Regions from separate parts of the Hordeum vulgare genome. Here region 2 is linked to region 1. The links are chromatin contacts, called in public Hi-C maps. All regions are on one chromosome and are shown on one strand. Each heading gives the region's core, a stretch centred on a gene start, on an enhancer-like site or on the middle of the called end of the contact. The rest is flanking DNA. Distances are from core to core; before and after follow the strand shown.

Region 1 (7,104 bases), core at 212-2,711:
GTTTGTCACATAACCCATGCCAAAAAGAATAGCTGCAGGCTTGCCAACAAATCGTGCAACTAGCTCCTCGAGCTCTGTGTGCAGCTTAGTATTTCCTAAGGTTATATACAGATCAATTAGCGTTACTATTACCATATTATTGCAGTATCAAGTGGAGGCAAACTTATGGCAAGGACATACAAGCACCTACCTCCATCAACTCGGGCACTGCAAGTACTGGCAGAGTATTTCTTGAGTGACTCGATAACACGAGGAGTGCAGTACTCATCTGCTGCAGCAAAACCAAGGTAGTTGTAGGAACCCAAGTTAAGACACTTGGATGTTTTTGTGGTACGTCTGCATCAAAGATGCACTGAATTAGAGGCCAGCATTCATCCTGGGATAAGATTTGCTTTGCTAATTAGGTGTGGAGTCAAATTTGAGGAAAACATACTGGAGTGTCTTGTTGCCGTCATTTGATTGACGCTCAACTACATCAAACCAAGCATCGGGCGCACTGGCAATAGGTCGGCCGAAACAGTCCTGCCAGCCCAATAAGGAAGGTAAACAAAAGTAAGGAATCAGTGGACCCTGTATAAATATGGTTTCATACACATTTCTCAGACTAAAGATTAGTTCTATCTGATAACTATCTATTCTGTACCTTGGAGTGGAATAGCACACAAATATGCAAGAATGAATGACACGTTCAAGATGCCTCAAAACAAGCAACCCTTTTCACTTCATTCAACTATTAATTAGAGTAATGGAACAAAGTTTCACTTGAGATCTCATGGTTCCAAGCATAAAATTTGGGGTTTATGTATGTAGGAGCATATAGTAAAAGGCAAAGAAAAAGGGCTAAAAAGAAGCTAGCAAGTAGAAAAACAGATCAAATGAATTTTCACCCTCTGTCATGTGATCTACCTAAGCAGGCACATAATTTACCACGCCCACCACCACTAGGGAACTCAGTCAACTCACTCAGAATTGCATGATCCAAGCCCATCTTCAGAAGGAGAAGAAAGTTCGAGCTTTACGAATCGTCAAAGTGGGGAGGAGATCTCACCTGGATGCGGAGGTAGAGGCGGCGCGTGTAGAAATCCTCGTACCCCAGGCAAATGGGCGCGTAACCCTGCGGAACGGACAGCACGAGCAGCGTCAGCAGCGGGGATAAGAGCACGGCGAATCTGAAGTAACGGGACGGACCTTGAGGTTGCTGGATTTGCCGGCGTCGAGGATCCGGCGGAAGAAGTCGCGGAAGTGGCCGAAGGCGAAGAGGAGGCCGTAGCTGAAGAGCGTGGTGAGCGCGGTCAGGTACGGGAGCCTCACCATCCTCGCCCTCCTCGCTCCCTTCGACGCGGCACGCGGCGGGGGGGCGGGGGGCGGGGGCGGGAGCGGTGTTTATTGGCCGCCTGGAGGAGCGACGGGGTCGTCAACGGCGGCGTGGGGTGGCGACCGGCCAATGGTTTCCGATGGCGACTGGCTAGATTGGAAAAATTGGAATCTTTGGGATTAGGGTGGGGGGGTGAGACTAACGGGGCGGTGGCGACGCGCGTTTGAACGAGGACGCCGACGACGGACGCAGCCCGTCGCACGGACACCCTGGCGGGTCCGACTCCAGCTCACCCGCGGAGCACCGCACCGCGACGCACCTCACCTCCGTTGGTTTCGAGGTAATTTCGTATGGTGAAATTCCGTTTTTTTTAAGAGAAAATTGTCCAATTCAAGCAAAATATTTTTTTGGACCATCGAAAAATAAAGGTCCTGCTTCCAGTGAGGCGATTAGTAGTACTATAGTAAATATGTCCGTGCGTTGCAACGGGAGAAATATATACATTATACGCTAGCCAAATAAGCGTAATATTTTTTTAAGGATTGACACAATACCTTCACATATAAGCATCCTCTGTTTTAACATGGTGACTCATCATGTTGTCACTTAACTTTCTCTTTCACCCTCGTTGATGATGGTCGCGATGTTCAGGTGATGACAATGCATTCAACGCGCTAAATCCAAGGCCTATGAGCTTGCTACTACATGTCACATTTGTCATTATGCTGCGTAAGAGAATTTTTTTTAAAAACAAATCTCACCGACCATGAGCTACTTTCAATGTCTAGACATATAAAGACTTTCGAAAATCTAATCAAATCCTAGACATAAAAGGCTTTGAATCGGTGAACAGTTTTTGAATTGACATTTTTTTTGAAAATCACCAACATTTGTTTTGTGTTCGAACATTTTCTGAAATGCAAGAATTTTTTTTGAATTCATGAGCATTTTTGACTCAATAAACATGTTTTGGATCGCATAACTTTTTTAAAAATTGGGGAACAAAATTTAAAATTTGTGTTTTTTTACTTTTTTTTGAACATTTTCTAAAATTTGATTGACACTTTTTGCAGATTCCCAAATATGTTTTGTGTACATATTCTGAAATGTATTTTCTGTACGAACATTTTTTGACTTTTTGTTTTGTGTACGAACATTTTCTGAAATGCATGAAAAGTTTTTGAATTCATGAGCATTTTTTGACTCAACAAACATGTTTTGAATCGCTTAACTTTTTTGAAAATGCGGGAACAAATTTTAAAATTTGTGTTTCTTTACTTTTTGTAAACATTTTGTAAAATTTGATGGACATTTTTTATAGATTTCCGAATATATTTTGAACAAATGATCATTTTTTTGAAAATCAAGAACATGATTTTATTTCCTGACTATTTATTTTTCAAATTGTGATTTTGTTTTGTGATTTCAAACAGTTTTACAAATACACCAATATATTTTGAATCCATGAAACTTTTATTATTTCCTTAGAAAATTAAATTCTGATGCATTTTATAATTTCTCAAACGTTTCTTTAAAACTCACCATATTTGAAATTTGAAAACCCCGAATTAATATAAAGAAGGAAGAGAACAGAATAAGAGAAGAAAAAAAATGAAAAAAAACAACGGAGATATGTGCAAGATGGGGGATTGAACACTGCATGCGTGGCTAGAAGTGGAATGCCTCAACCACTACAACGCTAGCTTGTTTCTACTTCTATAGTAACATCTCCTTGTAATAAAGGACTATGCCGCCACTTTTGGAAAAAATAAATCAAAACGTTTTTCTTTACTTATGGGTGGCACAGTGGGTAATTTAAGTCAACTTTGAGGGTAATATTAATGACGGACGACAGAAGCACTAATTGCTTTATTAGTAGGTATAGATATGTATATATACTCCCTTCGTTCTTAAATATAAGTCTTTTAGGAGATTTCACTAGGAGTCTACATACGAAGTAAAATGAGTGAATCTATAATCTAAAATATGTCTATATACATTCGTATGTAGTCCACTAGTGGAACCTCTAAAAAGACTTATATTTACAAACGGAGGGAGTATACTATAGTAATAATACTTATATAATGTCATAAATGCCAACACAATAGGTTTATTAGCTTATTCGTACTTACTTACAAGTAAAAAATTATAGAAAAATTGTAATGGGATCTCCTAAAAGTTTTGTTTTGGGCAATTCATAATTTCTTCGGCCAAATGCATTTATCCCGTTTTAAATTATAAATCCTCGAACAACATAAGCAAGTGTTGCGGCTTAAACATCGAGGCCATCATCCATCACCACAACGGTTCTTTCTCGAGGCACCACCGCATTAGGATTGTGTCCTTTGTCCATCCCCGGTTGGCCAGACATGGACACGACATCATGCCGTCAAAAAGGGTCATCGCCCTCTCATCCTAGTTCGAAGGTTGTCACATCATCGATACTCTTAATGGTTTACCACGGAACCTCAATGAGCAATTAGCAATCGAGTTGTTAAGAGAGAGGGTGTAGGGAACGTCGATCACACAAGTAGAGCTCCTCATGAACACCGCGTCAACCACGCCACAACCAAGTTGAAAGGAAGACTGGAGGGGTGAATAGGCAACTACCAATTCCACCATTTCTTCCCTTTTTTCCTTTATCTGTTCCTTGGCCGAAATAGGCCCTATTGGGCTGGCCACACCAACCCACTAAGGGCTGGTGCACCACCTTTAGGCCTATTAGGTTCTCTCCCGGTTGAGTGACCCCTCCCGGTAAAACCCAGAACCCATTCATCACTCCCGGTAAATTACCTTTATATCAATTTTTACCCCCGGACCATTCTGGATCTCCTCGTGACGTCCATGATCTCATCCGGGACTCCGAACAACCTTCGGTCACCAACACCTATAACTCAACTATACTGAAACGTCACCGAACCTTAAGTGTGCAGACCATGCGGGTTCGAGAACTATGTAGACATGACTGAGACACTCTCCGATCAATATCCAATAGCGGGACCTGGACGTCCATATTGGATCCTACATATTCTATGAACATTTTACCGGTTGAACCTCTATGTCTAGGATTCAGTTAATCCCGTATGCAGTTCCCTTTGTCCTTCGGTATGTTACTTGCCCGAGATTCATCGTCGGTATCCCTATACCTAGTTCAATTTCGTTACCAGCAAGTCTCTTTACTTGTTTCGTAATACAAGATCCCGTGACTAACTCCTTAGTCACATTGCTTGCAAGGCTTGTTGATATGTTGTATTACCTAGTGGGCCCCGAGATACCTCTCTGCACACGGAGTGACAAATCCCAGTCTTGATCCATGCCAACCCAACAGACACCTTCAGAGATACCTGTAGAGCACCTTTATAGTCATCCAGTAACGTTGCGATGTTTGATACACACAAGGTATTTCTCTGGTGTCTGGGAGTTGCATGATCTCATGGTCATAGGAAGAGATACATTGGCATGTAGAAAACAATAGCAATAAATTGACACGATCATATGCTACGTTCATAGTTTGGGTCTTGTCCATCACATCATTCTCCTATTGATGTGATCCCGTTTTCAAGTGACAACACTTGTCTATGGCCAGGAAACCTTGACCATCTTTGATAATCGAGCTAGTCAACTAGAGGCTTAGTAGGGACAATGTGTTGTCTATGTATCCACACATGTATTTGAGTTTCCAATCAGTACAATTCTAGCATGGTTAATAAACGATTATTATGAATAAGGAAATATAATAATAACCAATTTATTATTGCATCTAGAGCATATTTCCAACAGTCTCCCACTTGCACTAGAGTCAATAATCTAGTTCACATCACTATGTGATTGTAATGAATCTAACACACATATAGTTCTGGGGTTCGATCATGTCTTGCTTGTGAGAGAGGTTTTTAGTCAACAGGTTTGAACCTTTCAGATTCGTGTGTGCTTTACAAATCTATATGTCATCCTATGGATGTTGCTACACACGCCATTTGGAACTATTCCAAATGACCGCTCCACTATACGAATCCGGTTTACTACTCAGAGTCATCCGAATTTTCATAAATTCTATTAATATCGATTGTGCTAATGATATGCAAACCCACAAGCTTGGGGATGCTATATTTGATGAGTTTGCCATGACCAGTACTTATTGGAATGATCATGATTGGGGTGATAATGCTTCTTATGATCTTGATAATTTATTTAATACTCTTGATGATTATGATATTGAAAGTGGGCTTGGAAGAGTGTCAACTTTAGGCATTGTTGATCCCACTATTTTGGAGAGTGTTCAATCTTATGATTTTTTTATAGAAGTGGGTTTGGATAGGTCATGACTTTAGTTAATGATAATCCCACTATTTTGGAAGAGTGTCAACTTTGCATGCATGTGGACCATGAAGAGAAAGTTTTATATGATATTTATATTGTTTAATTCCTTCATGATGCTACTGAAATTTATTATGAGGGAGGAACATATGCTTGTAGGGATTGCAATAATATCAAGTTTCCTCTCTATGTGTTTACAGTTTTGAAGTTATGCTTGTTTTGCCTTCCTATGCTAGTTGATTCTTGTTCCCATAAATTGTTTGCTCACAAAATCCCTATGCATAGGAAGTAGGTTAGACTTAAATGTGTTTTTTCATGCTATTCATGAAGCTCCTTTGTATATCTCAATTAAAACTTTTTATGCGAGCATCATTGAAATCATCATGCCTAGCTAGGGGCGTTAAACAATAGCGCTTGTTGGGAGGCAACCCAATTTTATTTTTATGCTTTTGTTTTTGCTTCTGTTTTTGAGTGCTGCACACATTATTAACTCTGTAATAATTGTTTTTCTTGTTTTAATTAGTGTTTGAGCCAAGTAAAACCTTTGGATGATTTGGGTGAAAGTTGATTTGTTCTTGCTAAAAAACAGAAACTTTTGCGCTCACAAAATTATTTTTCATTTTTAACATAAGAGTGCTTTTGAGTTGATTATTTTTTCAGAAGATTAATAAACAAATTATTCACGTCTTCCTAATTTTGTACTATTTTTGGAGTTACATAAGTATTAGAAGTAGTCAGATTGCTACAGACTATTCTGTTTTTGATAGTTTCTGTTTTCTTTGCGTTGTGTGCTTGTTTTGATGATTCTATGGTTTTCTTTGATGAGTTTTTGCCATAGAAAAGTTGGAATACAGTAGATATAATGCAAAAATAAAATATGAATATGTTTGCAACAATACTTATAGTAGTGGTTTGCTTTCTTATACTAACAGATCTCATGACGGTTTTGTTGAGTTCTGTGTGATTGAAGTTTTCAAGTTTTGGGTGATCTTACGATGGATGAAGGAATAAGGATTAGCAAAAGGCTAAGCTTGGGGATGCCCGAGGCACCCAAGATAATATTCAAGAAGTAGCAAGCAACTAAGCTTGGGGATGCCCTCGAGTGGCATCCCCTCTTTCTTCTAACAACCATCGGTATTTTACTTGAAACTATATTTTTATTCGTCACATATCATGAGTTTTGCTTGGAGCGTATTGTATGATATGAGTCTTTTCTTGTTTTTCTTTGTGTTTTAAGTCTTGAATCCTTGCTGGACACACCTTTTTGAGAGAGCCAAAAATTATGCTATGCTTGCTCCTATGCTTCACTTAAATTTTTAGAGCCATGGATTTGCTCTAGTACTTCACTTATATCTTTTTTTAGCACGGTGTGCTTTGTTATTTTTGAAAAAATGCTCTCATGCTTCCCTTAGATTTATTTGGGAGTTAGTAATTTTTTTAATAAATTCTCTCTTGCTTCACTTAGATTATTT
Region 2 (7,184 bases), core at 2,667-5,166, 160 kb after region 1:
CATCTCTCCCGCCTCTTCTTTCCGAAAATGGCTTGGTCCTCTCCCTCCCTCCCTCCATGTGCTGCTTGCCGCGCCCGCGCAGAGCACGCATTGCATCTGCGCCTCATGGGACATGGCAGCACTATCGTTCCACACTTGAACAGTCAAACGGTGCATGCATCTTCCACCCATACACACGGCAGCTGGCCAATCTCAATGTACGTAGGACGGTAGGAGTACCACCATCTGCTGCTACATGTAGGCTGTAGCCGATAATGCTATCTTCCACACCTGTTCTTTCCGATTAGGGTCATCTCCCTCCATGTGGTCGCCGCGCAGAGACGGCACCTGTAAATCTTCCAAACAGTTTCGTACTGCATCTGGCTGCTGGTGCATGCGTTAGACGACGATGGGGAACATGATTGTACACTCGAGTTGCTTCCCAAGTTCAGAAAATGATTGTACACTCAAGGAAGTAACCCGCCAGCTTGTCGTGCGGCCATTCGATCTTAGAAGAGCTAGTATCTACGCCCCTAAATTTTTCAGTATACAACAAAACGCTTCATGAGATCATGCGCTATACCCATATTAAAAAACGGGCCGGGGTGGTGCTTAAGTTGGACTTTGGAAAAGCCTATAACAAGGTGAACTGGGATTTCCTTCTTGACTGTCATGCCAAGAGGGGGTTTAGTGATAAATGGTGTGGCTGGGTGTCCCAGATCCTTCATAATGGCACTGTTAGTGTCAAGATCAATGATGAGATGGGGCATTATATCCAAAGTGCCAAGGGGGTCCGCCAGGGGGATCCTTTCTCTCCTTTCCTTTTTAATATGGCCGCTGAGTGTCTTACTAAGATGGTATTAGCTGCTCAATGGAATAAGTTGTTCCAAGGGCAAGCTCCTGATCTTATAGTGCAACTGCGTGCGACTTTGTAACTGTTTTTAATGAAATATGGCAGCTTATTCGCCACGGATTGTAAAACTATTTATTTTACTATCTTAGCATTTCACTTATATCATTTCTCGACATTCGCAAACCAGGGGTACCGATCACTACATTCCTCCCAATAATGTCATGAAAATCATCACTGGTGTAATTCTCAGGATGGTTGTTTTACGTTCGTATTTAACAATTCTATATCTTATGGACTCGTGAGACACGCACATATATTGTCGCTGACGAACAGCACTTGTACATGAGCACGTTCAAGAAAAAGATGCAACGGCACTCTACTACACAGTGCATGCCAAAATCACACGATCCAACCAGAACATCAAAATCAGCAGCTAGCCAAATCATATGATCCAACTATGCATATCTTGGATAGCAACGCAACGCGTCACTGGCTTCAACAAACCAAAGTGGGCATGAACGGCATAGCCATAAGCATAGCTCTGGAATTCCCAAGGCAGTTTTGACCAGTTCCCAAACATATTGATGGTCTGCATCACCGGTAAATTGAGCCGATCCATAGGGTTGTAAGAATCCACCCCTACATGCAAGATGATGTGAGGATCTGATAGTGGAGCTGCTTGAGATCCAGCCTAATCATATATTCACTTATTCAGTGCAACAGTCCAGCTTGCCATGCCTGCCTGTTGCCCTTCTGGGCTGGTGATCCTGGTGAACATTCCCCTGTTTCCAGCCACTTCATTCACGGCCATGAGACATTTGTATGGCATCATCTATTGAGAAAATTAGAGAGAGTGAGGCTTCCATCAATGTGAAGACCCGATGCTCCTTGACCGCCTGGAGTCAGCCAATCATCTGGATTGCTATTCATGAACATGACACTCGCAGATCCACCATTCCAGCCATATATTGATCACCTACATATTTTAAATACGTACGGTCAAATGTATGTTAAGTGTAACAGAAAATATGAAAGATGACTCGATTACTGCATGTAATAACAGAGGAAATGTCAACACATCTCAGTTATACTGTGTTTCAACCTGTACAAAACACATGAATTCTGCTCCCTCCGTTCCTAAATATAAGTCTTTTTAGACATTCCACTACAAACTACATACAAATGTATATAGACATACTTTAGAGTGTAGATTCACTCATTTTGCTCCGTATGTAGTCCATAGTGAAATCTCTAGAAAAGACTTATACTCCCTCCGTCCCAAAATTCTTGTCTTAAATTTATCTACATGTGAATGTATCTAGTCACATTTTAATATTTACATACATCCATTTCTTGACAAACTTAATACAAGAATTTTGGGACGGAGGGAGTATTTAGGAATGGAGGTAGTATATTCATAAGTGCAAGTGAACACAGAGCAATTTGAACATACGAGTCTCGAGTCATGGCTTTTCTCTACTTGTACTCGGAGCAAACTATGGACTATTTTGACTTGTAGCTGCCTAGCTGGAGCAAAACTATGGACAAGACTAGTCACCTCAGAAGCTTATCTCTCGTCTCTCGGCAAAGAACTTTCCAACTGTACATAGTTCCTGTGATAATAGGGCGAGCCACACTCCACTATCAGCACCTTCTTCGGCTGAAATGTTCCCTTCCCAATCAGTCATGGCAGTCTTTACCCAGCCAGGACAGAAACAGTTAATGTAAATCTTTTGGCCTTCAGACCTGTCAGAAAGCCTCCTTGCCATGAGTCTTGTATACACATTAACAGCAAGCTTTGATACGGAATAGTCCGTGTACATCTGAGGCCACTCAATGGAGGACCAACTATTTTGCTTCACTTGTTCAAGGAATTTGGTGACCATCCCATCAATCAATTCCTCAGATAAACAATCGTCACTTAATAGTTGCTCTCTTAGGCTTGCATCACCGATTTTCTGATGGGTTAGAAAAGAGAAAAAACAAGTCAAGGATCATTCAGAATGGGTCACTTGGGAAAAAAAAAAGTTAATGACGAAACTTACATTGCGTCTGCCATTAGCCCTACCAAGCCTTGAGCTCACATTCACTATCCGGGCACCATACGGAGAAGGTTTCAATAATGGTAGCATGGCTTCAATCATGCGCTTTGTACCAAAATAATTTGTCTGGATAACTTGCTCAGCAAATTCAACAGAATTATCTGCTCCTCTGTTGAAGTTTACACCTGCATTGTTAACCTGTAGCTGGGTAACCAAAGATATCCAGAGAAACATCTGACAGTATAAGCACCACTTATTGCATACTTAATAAGGCATTGGTTTTGACTCTGTTTACTTTGTGGAGAACCTATAATCCATATCCGAGCACTTCACATGTTTGAAATAAAATACAGTACTCATTGTTATACTGCACATGTAGAAACATTTTTGCTGGGCTGCCAAATATTCAGAACTCTATGCATGACTGCTTAAGCAACATAATTTCCAGCAGCTCCACTAGTCAAATGGATAACAAAATTGAGTAACACCTGGAACTAAAATCGCTGCCGTGTGTTGGATTGTCCAAACTGAGATCGAAAGTGAAGAGGCTTGGTAGCAAATAAAACGAATTGAAGTGTTTAACAGTGCTATAGACTATAGAAGAAGCATGGCAGTTGACTGATCACATGGCGAGAAGCACGGGTGCTCACAAGGATATGGATGCCGCCGTGGGTCCGCGCCGTCCAGGCGGCGAAGGCCTCCACCGACGCGGCGTCCGCCACGTCGAGCTGCCGCCACTCCGCGCCCGCCTCCTCGGCCTCCCGGAGGATCCTCTCCGCGGCGTCCCGGCCCCGCGCGGCGTCGCGCGAGGCGAGGACGACGTGGAGGCCGTGGCGCGCGAGCTGGCGGGAGATCTCGTAGCCGATGCCGCGGCTGGCCCCCGTCACCACCGCCACGGCGCGGGCCGGCGCAAGGCCGTCCCACCACCGCTGGTGGGGCTCGTAGGGTACGGCGCGGAGGAGCGTGACCTCCCGCCGCCGCTCCTCCCGGCGCTCCCTCGCCGCCGCCTTGCCCTTCTTCCCCATCTGTCTCCTTCTATACTGCGCTCGCCGGAATCGAACTCAGATCTTTTTTTTCTTCAGAGAGAAGAATGGAACTCCGATACTCCTGCGCATGGCCCAAAAAGAGTCAAGCCCAATATAAAAAGAGCATATAAGAGTCCATGGGCTTATATAAGGTGGGCCGTTTGCCTTGCGAGCTGAAATGATTGTTTTTGAAGCTCTCGCAAAAAAAGTGATTGTTTTCGATGGCCATCTCAAACAAAAAAGATGCCAGCTCAAATTTATCCAAAAAAAAGGAGACGGTCGCTCAAATATTAATAAAAAATGTCAGAGAAAAATTGATAAACATTCAAAAAAAAAAGGATGTGGTAAATATATTCCATGAAGGTGGCACCATATACCACTGGGTAGCATGTTCCTTTCGAAAAGGTACATTTTTTCCGGTAATTCAAGTGTGGTTCTGAGCACATCTACACCCAATGAACAGAAAATTCAAAACAAAATAGTAGAATAACTAATTAAATTCTGAACTTTGACATCGAAGATGATCGAGTGATGTTTGGACTACGACAATCTCTAGGGAAAAAGAGACAAAATAGAACCCAAAGAGTGTACTTTTTAAAAGTTTTTCAAAACTAAAATTTGTCCTTTTTGCTGCGATCGCCTCGAATGTCCAAACATCACGAATTTTTGCACGCACATAACACATTCAATCATTTTGGTTGCCAAAAAAAATAGTTTTTATTTTATTTTAAACGATTTAGTGTTCACGCCGAGGTGCATCTGCAGCTGGGCACCGAATCGCCGCTTCCATTTTTTCTGCTCTTCCCTCACACTAGAGGCTAACGTGTTTTTGTTGGGCCATGTTCTTCACTCGTCGTATTACCTCTTCTATCTTTAGCAGGTTAATGTGGTTCGTGTTGTTTCATTTAATTTTTTATCTTTTTTTAGAAAAGGAGGTTCAAAACCCCGGCCTCTGCATCAATCGATGCATACGGTCATTTTAATTTTCATTTAATCTTTATCTATGTTGGCTTGGATTTTAATTATGTTATGCGGTATTTTTTCTTATTTGTATATCGTGTTGCACTGATGTTGAAAATCATACTTGTTTCAAGAGAAGAGTGGAGTTGTTAGGAGTGTGGTTGTGGAGTCTTTACGCATTTTGATCTTGGTGTAAGACGATGGTGGTTCTGTGAGCCCCTTGGGAGCTCTTATGCCAGGTTGAAACCATGAAGTTGATGCAACAACACTCACATGGACCAGGACATGAAGCTCTCACTCACTCGGCCCAGCTCCCTACTCCGCTCGCTCGTCTATCTATTTTGTTCCGCTCGCTCCGCTAGCTTAGGAAAAACCAGATATCGTATTTATTGTTTGAGTGAGTTTAAATCAAAAGAAGTTCCCTTCTTTTTTATTTTTTTAATAGTTGTACATTAGAAAACACAACTAAAATATATTGTTCAATTTAGAAAATATTCATGTGTTTAAATAATCTTCACAAATTTTAAAAATCCACAGACTTAAAATGTTTCATGAATGTAAACAATATTCATTAATTCTAAAAATCTTCATGATTTTTGATAAATATTCATGAATTAATAAATATAATAAGGATGCAAAAGGAAAAGGCACGGAAAAACCAAAAGGAAACTACATAAAGTGAGACACCACCCATCAAATCGAAAAGAAGTAGAGTTATTATGTAAGCACATAGTAGCAAACTGTGTATATTCTCCAATTCACCATACAAACTCGTGCCTAGTTGCAGGAGTCGATTGACACGAAGTACAGTTGATATTATTCATACGTGAGAGGGTCCGTACGGGCCAGGTTGCGCGTGAAGTGAATGCATTATGCATGCCGTGCGTGTACGTTTGATACGGATCGAGGTTGCGTATAGACTATAGTTGATCATTGGCCGGCCGGATGGATTGACCGGGAATCAGAGCGCCTGGGTGGAGCAGTCGGTGGCGCAGAAGACGGCGGTGTTGGTGCAGCCGAGGAAGCAGATGGGCAGGGTCCCTCCGGCGGCCGTGTCGTAGCAGTCCAGGAGGCACGAGGCGACCGTCGTCCCACACACGCCCACGCACTGCGTCAGCCCCGCCGGCCGGGCCCGACCGCCGGCGGCGGGAGCAGCGTTCATCTCGTAGCCAGCACCGGCGGCCGCGGCGGCGCCGGTGGCCACCAGCGCCAGCAGCAGGAGTAACGCCGCGGCGGCTGCCGTCGTCGTCGTCGCGCCGGTGCGTGCCATCGTGCGTTGCGTGTGTGCTCCGCTTCTTGTGTCGTGTCGTGTGTGCGGGTGCGGTTGAAGATGCAGAGGTGTGCTGGGTGGCTTATCCTTATATACGTGCAGCTGAGCGTCGGGAGGGAGGGTGCAAGCAGGGGAGAAATGTATGAGCCCTGTCTCCGTACGTGGGTGCAAGCAAGGAGGCATGCAATGCAATGCAACATGCAGTACGTGTGAGCAACAGAAACCGGACTGACGGTTTCAAAATTTCCCCTGTTCAAAATTTTGCTGTCGATCGAGTTGATATGGCCGAGTTGGCCTAAGGCGCCAGGTTAAGGTTCTGGTACGAAAGGTCGTGTGGGTTCAAACCCCACTCCCACTGTCAATACATTTACCTTTTATCATCAGTACCAGCAGCAAAATTTTCCACCAGATTCGGGCGAACCTTGAAGAATCATATGGACCGGAACTCATCGCACTGTCAAACATCTCGGAAACGGAGTCACGACCGTCGGATCTAAAGGCAAAGGACTGAGAGCCCAAGCGGCTAGGTGTGCTACTGTGGCCGCCACCGCTGCAACACCACACCAAACTTCCACTCATCCATCAACGTCGATGCCAATATGCTCCTCGAGAGGGAGCGACGACGAGGGATACTTTATTGCCACACACATTGCCATCGCTCCACGAACACTCGGCGGCACCCGAAGGTGTCACCGCGTCGGTGTCGGCCGGACCGACACGAGTTGCCCCCGATCCCAACCTCGGGCTCTTCGGAGCCTACCACCAGACCGACCTTCATCCTGCGTCAACATAGTCTTGAAGCCCCCGTGCCGTCTTATCACGACACGGTAAGGAGAGGCCTGCACATCGACTAATAGAAGCCGGGACTAGGAACAACAGCATCGTCGGCACGCGGGAGGGCTCAACCTCCACCGTCAGCGACATAGCCGACCGGACGCAATAGCAGGAGCATACGGGACCCATGGCCCCACAGGACCGGCCGGGACATCATAGCCAGTAAAGCTCCCGCCACCATGCTGCAACAGGCACGTCGTCAGCGTCGCCGCCCCCCCTCG

The links. Hi-C and Micro-C count contacts between places; a contact is called where the count stands out from the background.
Region 2: a contact with region 1 is called in a Hi-C map of seedling, with 2.2 times the contacts expected there. The contact joins the promoter of LOC123445324 here to the promoter of LOC123445320 in region 1. A contact is called at or near these places in 2 of 6 Hi-C or Micro-C datasets (leaf and seedling).

What each region holds. Positions count from the first base shown.
Region 1 is chr3H:580,677,856-580,684,959 of MorexV3_pseudomolecules_assembly, forward strand. It overlaps LOC123445320 (long chain base biosynthesis protein 2d), which reads right to left and starts at 1,462. Exons shown (of 12, transcript XM_045122283.1): 1 at 1,189-1,462; 2 at 1,049-1,114; 3 at 434-522; 4 at 191-336; 5 at 1-95. The coding sequence starts at 1,314.
Region 2 is chr3H:580,834,214-580,841,397 of MorexV3_pseudomolecules_assembly, forward strand. It overlaps LOC123445324 (carbonyl reductase [NADPH] 1-like), which reads right to left and starts at 3,917. Exons shown (of 4, transcript XM_045122288.1): 1 at 3,525-3,917; 2 at 2,878-3,072; 3 at 2,391-2,790; 4 at 1,091-1,808. The coding sequence starts at 3,899. The coding sequence ends at 2,392.